Regions from separate parts of the Manis pentadactyla genome. Here region 2 is linked to region 1. The links are chromatin contacts, called in public Hi-C maps. All regions are on one chromosome and are shown on one strand. Each heading gives the region's core, a stretch centred on a gene start, on an enhancer-like site or on the middle of the called end of the contact. The rest is flanking DNA. Distances are from core to core; before and after follow the strand shown. Region 1 holds the start of AKR1E2 (aldo-keto reductase family 1 member E2). Region 2 holds the start of LOC118913914 (aldo-keto reductase family 1 member C15-like).

Region 1 (3,801 bases), core at 684-3,183:
TATACAATCTGAAATTTTGATTCAGATTCATCTGGAATTTCCCTTTTAAATAAAAAGGGCTATTTTAAATAAAAACAAAAAAACAAAAGTTAATTAGTTCCCTCTTAAAATATGCGGGCAGGCACTAGCTCTCCTTCTGGAGCAGCTGCAGAAGCTGGCTCTAGGTCCAGATTGCTGCTAGAACTGGTGGTGCTTTTGGCTCTAGCACTGGACCTGCTGCTGGAGGTGGCACCAATCTAATGAAGGAAATGTCTCTAAGCCTTGAGTTGGCTTTGGTCCTGTAGTTCTGCAACTGGATCTAGTTAAGATTATACAGGAGCTGGTACTGGAGCCAGTTGCATTCTGGAGATGGTATTGGAGCTTCCAGAGGAGAGAAGACACCAACCTGCTTTCCTAGTACCTTTCCGGAGAGAGGACATGTTCCAGGGCCTCCCAGAGAAGCCCAGCCCAGGAACCCACAAGAGGCCGTATCCCAGGCTGCAGTCCTCCTGATGGGTAGTCTGAAGCCAGTGTTTGGTCCTGGCCCTACATTGGCCCCTGGAGGCTCCTAAGTGGCCAGGAGCAGACCCCTCCTTATATGCTCACATGTACCTACCCCTGGCCTCCTCACCCTTGGGCTCTGCCTCAATAGGTTCCTAGTTATCCAGCTGAGTAAGGAGAAATGGGCACAGGCTTAAGGTATGAGCCAGGCATGCTAGGCTGCATGTAAGCCATAAACTGCTTTGGGTGGTTGCAGAACCAGGTAGAAATTCTGTCTGTGACTTTGTCTTGCTCTCTCCTGTGTTCTCTCTCTCTCTCTCTCTCTGGCTCCCACTGATAAAAGGAGAGAGCTGCAGTTAACTGACTGAAAAGAACTGAGACCATCAATCCAAACTGAATCCTGCCAGTGACTGGTGAATGAGCTCAGAAGGGCAACCTGCCCAGACAGAGCCTCAGCTGAGACCACAGCCGCAATGTCCTTGGAGACCTTGAGGCAGAGGGTCCAGCTGAGCCAAGCCTGGATCCTGGTAACAGAAACTGTGAGATAGTAAGTGCTCTTGTGAGTGTTAAGTTTGGGCAATGTGCCACACAGTGGCCCTCTCCTCCTCCTCCTTCTCCCCTCCATCCCTAATGCCAGCTTTCGCCAGCCTCACTGGCTCCTTCTCAGTTCTTCTCTGGTCAAATGCTCTTCTGCCTCCAAATATCTGCATCTTTGAGCTTTCCCTGTGTACATCCAGGGAGAGGAAATCCCGGGGCAAAATACCTCTAAAAACCAAAATCAGTCAAAGGGAGAAATAAAGTTTAAAATCCGTTTATTGCTTACAAGCTGCAGTCCAGGACCTTCTCTCTTTCCTGCTCCAGCAGACACCAAAAACCGGCCCTCCCTCTCACCTCTCAGGTACAGATAAGCCCTCCTAGCCCAGGTAATTACCTATTGATATGGAGATGAACTTCTCTCCACCCCTGAGGAAAGATGCAAATGCACTAAAGCCATACTTCTTTCCACCTCTGAACGCCTGTTGATATGCAGATGTACCAAAGCCAGGCGAGGTATTCTGGAAATGTTACAATTTTACCCACACCCTGGCACACTGCTCACAGATGTATGCAGGGTTGGCTGCTCTTGTCCTTCCAGTCACAGCACAAATGTCGCCCTGGAGGCCATGTAAACCCACCGGAGGGCTCCTGGCCCTCCTTCCAGCCCTGGCTTCGTGCCCTATGGCATTTGTTCTGCTATTTCACACAGAGCTTTTGTCCATCCATCCCCCCTTCAGGCTATGAGCTCCTGTAGGGCAGGGACCACGAGGGATCTTTCAGCACTGCCCCCAAGCCTAACACAGCTGCTGCTCAAGGTGAGTGCTCAGAGCACAACTGCTAAATGAATAATGAGGATCTGGAAACCACCCTCACCCCCACCTCTGAGCAGCTCACACTGGAGATGGATGCTAAAAATAAAAGGTGTCTGTTGGGTGGGAGGCAGTATAGAGCCCAGAATGAGATCTGGGTGCTCCTCCTGTTCCGGATGCCCCATTGAGCACAATGGGCACAGCCCCCCATGGCGGTCAGGGCCAGCTCTGCAGCTCTCCAACCAGAGCAATGATTCCACCCATCTCCACCAGAGGACTCCAAAGCTCCAGCAACCAGGGTCTGGTCCCTAGTCCTCAGAGCAGGTCAGTGCTCTGCCACGTTCTGCACTACCCAGACGCTCGGTACCTAGGCCTCTGTTCCCAGGGACCCCAAAGATAGAAGGCATTTACTGGATTTAGCGCAATGGGTCACTGATGGAGAGCCAAAGCCAACAGACTTTTCTTTGAGCCTGTGGGACCCTAGCGGTCCCCGCCACAAGCACATCAATGGAGAAGGTAAAGGATCTTCCCTCCCTGTCCTGGAGCCCCCTCCGCTTGGGGGTCGGGGCTTTTCCCTGCTCCCTGGCACTGCGAGTACTGTGCGCCCGGGCCGGTCGCTAGAAGCCCGGAAGCCTACGGGTGCCCGCTGGGCAGCAATCTCGGACGCTTGCGTACATCCACCTCCCACCGGTGACAATGCTTCTCCAGAGATGTGGGCGTGCCCATGAAGCGGCCAGCTAAGCGTTTCAGCCAATCGGGGCCGCGCGTTGCCGAACCCCAGCCAATAGAGGTGAACATGGCTGGCGCCACCAACCAATCGGGGCGTCCACCGCGGTAACGCCCCCGGGGAGGTGCGCGGCCGCAGCAGCAGATCCCTGAAGCATGGGGAAGATACCTGTTCTGGGCCTGGGCACCTGGAAGGTGAGGCGGCCTCGAGGGGGGGGAGGGGCGTTACCTTGCCTTTCCGCGGCGCGCGGAGTGAAGGGGACACCCTCCGGGACACCCGCATGGACAGGTGCCGCAGCTTCGTCAGCGCAGCTGATCACTGCACCTCCCTCGGGACCTCCTCTTGCGTTTGAAAAATGGAAGTTTTAGATATATATCAGATTTTCTGAAAATGCGGGTGGTCCCAATGGTATTTTGTGTAGAGGACAAATCTTATCATTATTAAGGATAGTGTTTGGGAAAACCCGGAAGGCTCGGGCTTGGGTGGACGCAGAAGGACGGGCAGGCTCCTAGCTGCATCAGAACAGCAGCCATCCTGGAAGGTTGGGGAGTGTTATCTGTATCAGTAAGATGAAGAAATGCCGACATTGCCAACTTGGCAGCTCCCGCTTCCCTCTGTAAAGGACTGGGCCTGGAAGCACTTCGGGACTTTCTCTACTTTGGACTATTTCATTCGTCAGTGATTTGAGCTAGTACTAAACAGTCTTTCAAATATCCTTTTTTTTCTTTTTTGAGATTTAGTCTTTGAATAAAAAGATGTTCACTTAAAAAATGGCACACGAAGTTACTGGATGAGTAGGAATCCGAATGATCAATCCCTGCTCCTCCAAGTATAGTTTTAATTATTTCTTCTGTGCACTTATCAACTCTTACAGGTCTCAGAAGCAGTTATTGATTGTGGTTCTTGGCATCTAGCCAAGGACGTGCATTTGGCAGCCATTCAGTAAGCATTTGATTCATCTGACTGTTTAGACTTTGACTGCCTTTGGTTCTGTCCTTCTGCAATGTGTCTTTTGCACACAGCACAGTACAGGAGCCCACAGTTCTTGCACACAGGGTAAGGGAAAGATGTGAAAACTGCTTCAAAGGTCAAAACCATTATTCCTGTTTGCTGTTGGATTTCAAGTGCGTAGAACTGGGTTAATTGTAATACCCTTCCTGACTCCACGTAAATCCTTGTTTTTATTTAGTTTTTTTTTAGTAGTGTGACATCAGAAATCTACCATCAGTATCTATTGCACCAGGAATG
Region 2 (3,541 bases), core at 385-2,884, 170 kb after region 1:
GCAGAAGGGTTCATAAGCAGCCCCACTCAGAAAGAAGCAATTTATTTCCTTAATAGCATTTCCCCAGCTCTTACTGTGGGTCTCCTAGTGCCCTGGTTGGTGGTTGTGGCCTGGGAACCAAACCTGTACTCTGGGAGCACAGGCTACACTCCACATGGGAATGAGTTGGAGACCCGGGCCTCACCAGGGAACCTGGAAGCTCAAGGTTCAATCAGTAAAGAATTCCTTGTAAGGAAGTAGCTAAAAGGACATCATCTGTCACATGAAATAAGCTTCTACAGATATAGATGAATAGGGAGATGGAGATGATGGTAAAGGTGAAGTTAAGATAGATAAATAGATAGATAGATATCAGAGAATCTGCTTTTGGCTTGGAATTGGAAACAAGCCGAAATACTGATCCTCCATCCAGTGTCCATGGAACTGGGCTCTTTAACTCAGTTTAGAGACAATCATGATTATTTTCTAGGCTTCCTTCCCCAGGTGCTCTCATGCAACATTTATGCAACAAGCATTCATTAAGTGCCTCCTGTGTGCCTGACATTGTGCAAAGAAAGCCCTGAGGCCCTAGGAATCTGACCATTAGCAGAGGCCCATGTCTTCCAAAGAGGCACCCCCTGTGCTGAGGCATAATAGCGGGTATGAGGGGGATCACGTCATTGTAAGGAGACTGGCAGCCACTCGCTGTTGATAGCTCCTGTCCCACCTCTACCAAGATGGAGTGCGCTGCTCTCTATCATTTATGCAGGCAGTCACTCCTAATAATCCATAGCTGTCCCTCCCTCACCCTGTGACCTATGCTGGGTATTCTAAGTACACTGCAGTCACCATATCAACATGTAGGTAATACATTTGGTGACAAGACCGATTTCATCTCCATTGCTCTCTGTGCCCCTCCGTCTTCCTTTGCAAACACCTAACCCTTGCAGGAATAGTGCCTTCTTCACAGACAAAGGTTTCTGTGTTATAAAACCTCCTGCACCAACACACTGACAGCAAAGCTGCTACCACATGGTCCTGTGGGGGGTCCTTTCCTCCTGGGCCTATGCCTACCAGGTGTTTCTAGCAGAGGGCAGAGTGGCTCTGCCTCAGTTGGGTACTAAGTGTGGGAAGAGAAGTCTGAGCTTGGATTTTAAACATGTAAGAAAGAAGAAGAGGGACAGTACTTACCCAGAGCAGTTATCCCGCAATTAAAGGTAAGTCAGGCCAAGTGCCCAAAATACATGGCGAGCATCCAGTATACTTTCAGTAACCAAAATAATAATAATAAAAATAAAGAGAATCCACCCTCAAAATGATCTGCTCTGAATCCACAGTGTCATTAGCTTGTCTCATTCAGTGCAAAGGGAGATTGTGAAATGGAGGCCCAGCGGGTCCCTCCAAGCCACCCAGGGTGTCCCAGGTGTGGGCACATGCAGCTGCTGACCACCTTCCATTGGCTATTTCCATTCAACCCTCCAGTTGCCTGGCTTCTACTTACTTCGTCAGAAGCACCAGTGCCCAATCCAAGCACTGGCATGAAGTGCCCATCGTTAAGCTTCACAGAATGGCTGTGCTTGAGATCCATCACGGAGCTCAGGCCTGGCTGTGCTGACTGCCTTCCTTCCCTTCCCTCCCTTCCCTCCCTTCCCTGACTGAGAGGCAAGGAGGAGTCAAGGCTCCAGCTTTCTTTATTTATACCCAGTGCAACGCGAGGCAGGACTGGGATCAAGGCCACAGGGATTGGGAAATGAAACCGTATGCAGCCTACTGACTTCCTTGTAACTATTTCTAGTCTCTGCAGGCATATCTCACAAAATGGCAACAGAAATTTCATGCACAGCACAGGAGTTTGACTTCTCTCTTCAGCATTGCTTACCCTTAACTCTTACATTTAAAAAAAATTACCGTGCCAATTTGTCCCTGATAATGATATCCTATTTACTTTACATGATGCAAAATAATCATTAGGCTGGTCATTTCAAAAGGCTAATTGTACCTCAGGAATTTAGTTAAGTTCCTCACCCTTCATTCGGTCCAAAATGTCCACCAAAGAAGATGTTATTCAGAGTTCCTTGAACAGAGCTCCATGCCTGGTCCTGAGCACACATGTAACAAACTTCCTTAAGAAATTTCATTATCCTTTTCTCTGGATCAGACCTCATTCCACCTTTGGATTCTCTGTCTTGTTTCTTTGAATGTTTCTGTCAGCAAAACAGTTGTCTGAGCCCAGGACACCTTTGTGTAGTTTGGCCGCGTATCAGCTGCCGCCTCCTCCTGGAACAGCCTCCTTGATATCCCCTCGTTCCCATCAGCCTCATGAACGCCTAGTGACCCTAATGCCAGGCGCCCTGCCCACATCCTACACAAGGGCCTCTGCGACCTCGCCGGGTGGGCTGAATCACTCTGTCCCCTGCACCCACATTATTCTGGCTTCTATGAATGCAATCCAACAAGCCGTGTTAGTGAAGTTACACTCTCACTGCTAAGGAACTCTGCTGGATAAAGCCCTCTGAACAGTGTTTTGTTTACTGTCACTGTTATGCCATGCTTCCCTCTTCTCATATTTGTGAACTTGGTCCTTGAGCGCCAACCCCAGACTGCGGCATTGGATTTTATTTTATTATTTCCAACCTATCCCTCTGGCTGCTCAAGGTCAAAATTCTGCCAGATTCTGTTACTCCACGGATTTAGTATTTATCTCAACAAAGTGTCAGCACAAATTCGATGAATATACACTGTATATTTCATTGTTAAAAGTCCTATCAGGCTATCATGCTCTCTGCTTCTCTTTTAAGAGTTTTCATAAAACTGGGATTTAAACACTAACTTAAAACAATTTTAGATTGTTGTCATGCCTTTCAGAATATGATTTTCAAACTACATCTTCCTTTTGTAACAAGAATGATGATTATCCTTTGCTTCAGAGAACTCTCCCATTTTCTAAGATTTCTCAAAGTCTGCCAGTGGGATAGGATGCTCTCAGGGATTTCGGGGTCCATCAGAGAAGTAGGCATGGCAAGAGGGCCCAGTGATGCCTGTCTCCTGGGAGCCATGCCTTTGTGTAACTTCTTCTCCTTGAGTGTGGCTAGTACTTGGGACATGCTTCTAACCAACAGAATATTGTAAGAAACCTCTTCTATTTAATGCAGACACAGTTGAAAATTAATATACAGACACTGTCCCTGACAGTAAAGTGTAATGGGCCTTCAGTGGGAAAGAAAGCATCATGCCAGCCTAGGCAGATGCCCGTGTGGCTTCTCCTTTCCTCTTTCAGGAAGTGTCACGAGGTCCATATCATTTAAATCTTTCTCGGGAGTTGTATTAACAATTTTACTCTGGACAAGGTTCCTTTGGCATTTCATAGTTGTATATGGCGCCCTCTAGTGTCCAGAAGCTGTAGTCTCTGGAGCTGCTGAGCCCCTGAAGCAATGTTAGGGGTTGCAGGGGAGCAGTACTGGGGGTAGGAAAGAGCTGTTCCCCGCCTCCTGGCTCCTGTGCCCGTCTCCACTGCCTGAGCCAGTGGGCCGGGCACACAGGTATAAGTTTTTGTCCCAGAGCA

Evidence for each region. A called contact is a pair of places that touch in the nucleus more often than the background predicts.
Region 2: a Hi-C map of skin fibroblasts shows a contact between it and region 1, with 6 times the contacts expected there. The contact joins the promoter of LOC118913914 here to the promoter of AKR1E2 in region 1. A contact is called at or near these places in 3 of 3 Hi-C or Micro-C datasets (blood, fibroblasts and skin fibroblasts).

What each region holds. Positions count from the first base shown.
Region 1 is chr3:92,767,541-92,771,341 of mManPen7.hap1, forward strand. It overlaps AKR1E2 (aldo-keto reductase family 1 member E2), which reads left to right and starts at 1,934. Exons shown (of 9, transcript XM_057498122.1): 1 at 1,934-2,747. The coding sequence starts at 2,709.
Region 2 is chr3:92,933,796-92,937,336 of mManPen7.hap1, forward strand. LOC118913914 (aldo-keto reductase family 1 member C15-like) reads right to left here and starts at 1,635. Exons shown (of 10, transcript XM_036888252.2): 1 at 1,481-1,635. The coding sequence starts at 1,567.